Regions from separate parts of the Sus scrofa genome. Here region 1 is linked to region 2. A link is a contact called in public HiChIP or PLAC-seq data. All regions are on one chromosome and are shown on one strand. The core of a region is the stretch at or near the end of the contact, and the rest is flanking DNA. Distances in the headings are between cores, read along the strand shown. Region 1 holds the start of ACADVL (very long-chain specific acyl-CoA dehydrogenase, mitochondrial). Region 2 holds the start of PSMB6 (proteasome subunit beta 6).

Region 1 (3,076 bases), core at 437-2,936, 480 kb after region 2:
TTCACGTGTTGGAAGCAGAGCCCACACATTCCAACTGGCTTTCCGTATACACCTGCACATAAGGGACTAGAGCCAGGGAGCCTAAGGCTAAGGGGCAGGCTACGGGCAGGAGACCACCGGGGAAACTGAGGATCAGACAGACATTAAAGGAGAGCAGCCCAGAGAAACTGAGGCACAAAAATCCACGGAAACTACAGGGGATGAGAGGAAGCAGCAGCATGGGAGAAAGCCCAAAGCCCGCAGAACAGGGGATAAGCAAGTAGCTCTGGAGAGGGGGTCGGGGCTGGGACCTAAAGGTCCTCCGCTCCCAGTCGCCTCTGTCCAAGCTCACACATGAGCGAGGCATGTATAGACGCATGTGTACACACATGTGTGAGTTTGTGGCAGGGAACATGTGTGTCCTCAGCTCCCTCCCCTGAGAATCTGCAGTTCCCACTAAATATAACCCCCTCCCCAGCCTGTGACTCACCCAGACCCCGCCTCCCCGGCCCCCACTTCCTGTCCCACCCCCCAACCCCCAGCTGCCTGCCACCCGCCCAAGCCTCCCTCCACACACCAGGCATCCAGCCTCCCAGTCCCAGAGTCCTAGAGCCAAGACCAGGGTATTCTGCATCCCACCAGGAGCTTGCTAGCTCTGCCAGCCAGGATCTCTGGCACTCCAACCACAGGGATAGCCTTGTACGGATCTTCCCGGCTGCCAGCCCGGCCCTCCTCTGACTCCTTCTCACCCCAGTAACCTTAAATCCAGGTGTCCTCCCCCACCTTTATCCCAAGGGTCAGGGGTAACAGGAACATCCCCTCCACCTGCTCTTCTCCCTCTTTCTCAACCAGGGGTAGATATTGTGTGGGAGGAGATGGGGGTGATGGGCATCTGCCTGGGCCACCCCCAAATTCTGCACCATGCACCTGGTCCCCCTCCTCAAATCCCCTCTCTCCCCAAACCTCTCCTCCTCCTCCTCCTCAGGAGCTGCCAGCCTCAGCTGCTGCAACCTTCCACCACCCAAGGGAGCACCCCCAATCCTAACCTCACCTGGTCCCTTCCCTCAGGTGATCCTATGTCAGGCCCTAGCTCGCTGACAACTCCCAACTATCCCCATTCCGTAAGCTGGAACCCTAAATTAACTGCTCCCCCAAAATGAGAGCACCCCCAAATGTATCTACCACGAGACGCTTCTTCTATAACCTGAAGGCCTTCCCCTTCCGTGCCAGCTGACACCCCCAGACCAGTCAGGCCCTCACAACCAGTAACCTCCTACCCCCAAGCCAGGAGCCCCCCTGAAATTGGACAAGACACCTGCAGACCAGTTTGTCTCCCAGGGGAGAAGGGGACCCCCCACGCAGAGCCCCTCTTCTAACACACACCGGGCAGGACTCCCATGTGAGCCAGGCTTCTCCTTAAATAAGTCTCCCTCAAACATCACTGGTGAAGCTCAGAATCCACCAGCCCCCAAGTCACAGAATACCCCCTATTTTCCATTTCTCCCCAGGTACAAAGGGATCACTCCAGGGGGCACCTGTGGCCAAACCCAGCATTTTCTCAGCCGTGAACCCCCAAACTAAATTATGACCCCCAAATCCATCTTCGGATGCTCTCACGCCAGGGCCCCCGGGCGGCAGATTAGGCCTGACAAACCCCTCCCCACAAACTCTCACCCTCCCCCCAGGTGACTGGCCCCCCCATCACGGCTTACCTTGGTTGTCACTATACAGAGACAGTCCATGTTGGGGGGCCTGGCCGCGGCGGCGGGTAAGGGGCTCTGACTTCATCGGAGTTTCGTTCCTCCCCTCCCTGGGTTCTCACCCCTCCCCCCTCCGCACCCCACTTTTGCAGGGGGGGCCAGGATGGGGGGAGGGGTGAGAGGGGAAAGAGGGGGTTGGAGAAGGGGAGGGGAGGGGAGCGTGGGAGGGAGGGGAAGGGGGCCCTAAAAGGGGGTCCCCAGTGGAGGGGAGGGGGCTTGGGGAGCACACCCCGATTCTCAGGAGGGGCGGGGGCACCGGGGGCTGGCAGCCCCGGAGTTCGGGGGCTGGGGCATGAGCTGAGGTGGGGGAGGGGAGCTGGATTTCGGGGAGCCCCGGGGTAAGGGGGGGTCTTGCCTAACGGCCAGGGGCTCGGGGCCGTGGCGGGGGAGTGGGGTGGGGGGGTCGGAGGCGGCAGCGGCCGAGGGAGCCGTGGAGCCGAGGAGGGAAGGGGAGAGAGGAGGAGAGAGGAAGCAGGGGGAGGGAGGGAGCGATCGAGGAGCAGAATGGGGGGTGCCTTGGCAGGCTTAACTCCTTCCGCGCTGGCAGGAACCCGGATAATGGGAAAGGAGATGGAGGCAGGAGCGGAGAGGCCCTGAGGCCAACATGGAGGCCTGGCCAGAGCCACCAGCGCTGACAGCAGAGCCAGGGAGGAGGAAGCAGCCCGAGATGGGCTGGGAGCCGCCAGGGTGGCGGGGCCGCTGGAGAGAGGCTGTGCTCGGGGCAGGCAGGGAGGGAGGGCCAGGCACGAGGGAGTCCCTGGGGGCCTCAGCTCCCTCAGACGCACAGGAGGAAGCCTCAAGAGTGACTGAGTCCTGGACCCTTTGGGGCCTGCAGCTGGGGCAGGTGAAGAGGGGGCTGCAGGGGCGCCTGACTCCGGCCGTGGTCCCAGGGCCCCCAAGTCTCAGGGTAATAGTAGCAGTGCTTTGCGCACCCCTCCAGCCCTGCCTGCTCCCTCGGGAAGTCGGGCCCCCACCCTCACCCCCTTACCTGGCTCTCTGAGATGGAAGCCTCATAATAGTCCAGGATGTCTGTCACAGGAACAGAACCACCGAGTTACCTCGCCCACCCCCTGCCTCTCTGGCCGCCCCTGCCATCACCTCACCTCCGTCTGCCCGCTAAGGGAGGAACCCCTCCAGCCCGGGCTGGTGGACGCTGATGGAGGACCCCTGCCTGGGGCTCCTGCAGCTACCAAAAGATCTCCAGACTCCCAAGCAGCCCCCAGGCCAGCCCTTTCCACGGCTGCCCCTCGGAAAATCGGGGCTACTCACCCAGCAAGGCCTGGAAGAGGTCACTGTGCAGCACCGTGAGGAGAGGGGGTGCCCATCGCAATAGTGGG
Region 2 (3,108 bases), core at 439-2,938:
TGGCTGTGACTGATGCTTCCAGACCCAGAAGTTCAAGCTCTCACCATTGGCAGTGAACTGCAGACACTCTTCCTTGGTCATGCCTTCCCGGTAGGTAGCATCCACATAGCCGTAGATATAGGAGCTCCCAGAGCCGCCAATGGCAAAGGCCTGTCTCACCATCATACCTCCCATGGGCACTGAGTACACCTGCCAGAAGGAGGGAGAACAGTGGTGTCACCATGTGTACCCTTCCTGTAACTCGTCTGGGTTCACCTGTCCATTGTGGGATTGGTATGTGAAGAATTAAAGAGTAAGAGAAGCAGAGATTGGAAAGAGAACTAGAAAATAGCCGGAGTGGGGAGAGAATTAAAGGCATGGCTCCAGGACTCTGGGGGTGGTGGTATCTGACCTGCCCCCCTTCTTGGGGGTCCCAGCCCGCAACGATGATTCCTGCCATCAAGTCTTCCCGGTATCGGTAACACATCTCCTTAAAGAGGCTGGCTGCCGTGTGCACCAGCGGAGGTTCATTCAGCTCAATGCTAGTGGGTGAAGGGAGTCACAGGGAAGCAGGTGTCAGGACATGGGAGTCCTTTTCGCTCCTCAGGCCCCAATTCCTTTCAGATACTTGCTCCCTCCCTGCCCCACAAGTACCTGTGGAAACCAAGCTGATATGTGACTGCATCAGCTACTGCCTGGGTATCAGCTGCTGAGCCTGAGCGGCAGCAGAAAATACGGTCGTGAATAGGAGTCAGCTTGTCAGTCACTCGATTGGCGATGTAGGACCTGCAGGATGGCAGAAGAGTGAGGGAAGGACCCCGCCTGTCTCCCCTCCTCCATCATTTACTATCCACTCCCTCAACAGAAATTCCAGCATTTCCTATTAGTTCCCATTTAAACTGAAGTAGGCTGGAGAACAAGCTTTTGCAAACCCCCAAAGATGACGAGAACTACCAGGTCGTAGACACTGGAACAAATCCTTTTCTCCAGGGACGGGAAAAATCTCCTTTCCCACAGCAGTTCATGGAGGGTAAGAATGGACTGAGAAGCAAGGAAGGAAGGAAGGAAAAGTTGGGAAGACCTTTCATATATCTGTCCTGAGCTCACCCAGTGGTTGTTCTGGAGTCGGCTCCTAGAACCACGCCCCCATCGAATTGCACGGCCATGATAGTGGTCTGGGAAAAAGGAGAAAGGGGTGAATCGGAGCCCCTCCATATTCTACAGCATTCGCAAACCTCAATGATCTGTATATTCAGTCTCAAGAGTAGGAGAATGTCGTGCGCCACTAACTCATTATTAAATCCTCACGGGGGCCGCAGAATACCAGATTTCCAATCCTCAAATTCTCAAAGGCCCACCCTGGCCTTAAGCTTTCGTCCTGCATACTCCAGAATTACACGCTTCAGCCTTACCTTCCACCTCCCATCACATCACTCCAGCATCCTTAAGATACCTCTCCCCCTGCTTAAGCACATCACCTCTCTCCGCTCCACCCAGTTCTCCCAACCCAGCCAGGTTTTATCCTTCCATCATTTCAAGCCTTGTGAGCATCTCCTGAACCCCGCGTCCTTGCTCACCCCGGTGGAGACTTCCCGGTTTTCCCAGTCGGGGGTAATGGCCTCATGCCCCCAGGCTGGTGCCAGCCCGGCTCCCCGAGCAGCTACTAAGGTGGCCGCCATCTTCATCCTCCGTTACTGCCACAAAGCAACTGTCGTAAAGCGCTCCGTCACGCTCTTTAGTCGCGCTCTGAGGCCTTCTGGGAACGAAGCTACGCCTCGGTTGACGGCAGAAGGGAAAAGGAATGTTTTGCGACAGTGAGCGCTGAATGGGAGTGTCGCTGGCCAGCCGACCCAAATCCCCAGGAAACAAAACAAAACAAAACAAAAAGACACCTCAAACCATCTGCAGAGACTACTTTTCTACTGGTAATGCGGGAACGGATATAGTTTACCTAAGTTGCAGTTCAAAGCTTATTCAAGATGGACTTGAGCGTCCCTGATTTAGGATGACCGAAGTATGTTGTCACTTCACTTAGGTATATACTTGGGAGAAAATTCTAGGTGTGAAATTAACTTTTTGTTAATATTGTTAATATTTTAAAGAACTGACAGCTTTTCTGTAGCAGCTGCTTTCTTTTACATTCCCATCAATCATGAATGACGATTCCAATTTCTCCAATTCTTTTCTTTCTTTCTTTCTTTCTTTTTTTTTTTTTTTTTGTCTTTTTGCCTTTTCTCTGGCCGCTCCCACGGCATATGGAGGTTCGCAGGCTAAGGGTCTAATGGGAGCTGTAGCCACCGGCCTACACCACAGCCACAGACATAGCAACTCCGGATCCGAGTCGCCTCTGCAACCTATACCACAGCTCATGGCAAGGCCGGGTCCTTAATCCACTGAGAGAAGCCAGGGATCGAACCCGCAACCTCATGGTTCCTAGTCGGATTTGTTTCTGCTGCGCCATGATGGGAACTCTTCTAATTGTGGGTTTTTGTGGGGGTCTTTCCCCCCCCACCCCCGCGCGGCATATGGAAGCTCCTGGGCCAGGTATCCAATCCAAGCCAGAGATATGACCTACACCAGGGATGCTGGATCCTCTACCCGCTGCTCTGGGTCCTGGATCAAACCAGCACCTCCACAGTGACAGGCCAGATAAACTGAGCCACAGCAGGAACTTCAAAGTATTTTTTATTTTAGCCTTTATAATGGATGTGAAGTGATATCTTGTGGAGTTTGTTTTGCTAATCATTTGTTAATCACTAATGATTAGTGACATTGAACATGTTTTCATGTGCAGATTAGCCATTTGTAATCTTTAGAAAAATATCTCATTCCTTTGCTAAAATTGGGTTACTGGGGAACTTCCCATTGAGGCCCAGTGGTAAGGAATCCGACGACTAGCATCCATGAGGATGCAGATTCGATCCCTGGCCTCACTCAGTGGGTTAAGGATCCAGAGTTGCCGTGAGCTGTGGTGTAGGTTGCAGATGTGGCGCAAATCTGGCGTTGCTGTGGCTGTGCTGTAGGCCAGAAGCTGCAGCTCCATTTCACCCCCTAGCCTGGGGACTTCCATATGCCATAGGTGCGGCCCTAAAAAGCAGAAAAAAAAAAAAAAAAAGAAACCCAAAACAA

The links. HiChIP or PLAC-seq counts read pairs in DNA pulled down with a chosen protein or histone mark.
Region 1: an H3K27ac HiChIP or PLAC-seq map of alveolar macrophages shows a contact between it and region 2. The contact joins the promoter of ACADVL here to the promoter of PSMB6 in region 2. A contact is called at or near these places in 1 of 5 promoter capture datasets (fetal liver) and 1 of 2 datasets of contacts at active chromatin or transcription factors (alveolar macrophages).

The regions. Positions count from the first base shown.
Region 1 is chr12:52,571,835-52,574,910 of Sscrofa11.1, forward strand. It overlaps ACADVL (very long-chain specific acyl-CoA dehydrogenase, mitochondrial), which reads left to right and starts at 1,687. Exons shown (of 20, transcript XM_021067809.1): 1 at 1,687-1,747. DLG4 (disks large homolog 4) reads right to left here and starts at 2,187. Exons shown (of 20, transcript XM_003481294.4): 1 at 1,692-2,187. The coding sequence starts at 1,721.
Region 2 is chr12:52,096,453-52,099,560 of Sscrofa11.1, forward strand. It overlaps PSMB6 (proteasome subunit beta 6), which reads right to left and starts at 1,689. Exons shown (of 6, transcript NM_001144926.2): 1 at 1,557-1,689; 2 at 1,087-1,154; 3 at 634-765; 4 at 392-521; 5 at 45-189. The coding sequence starts at 1,664.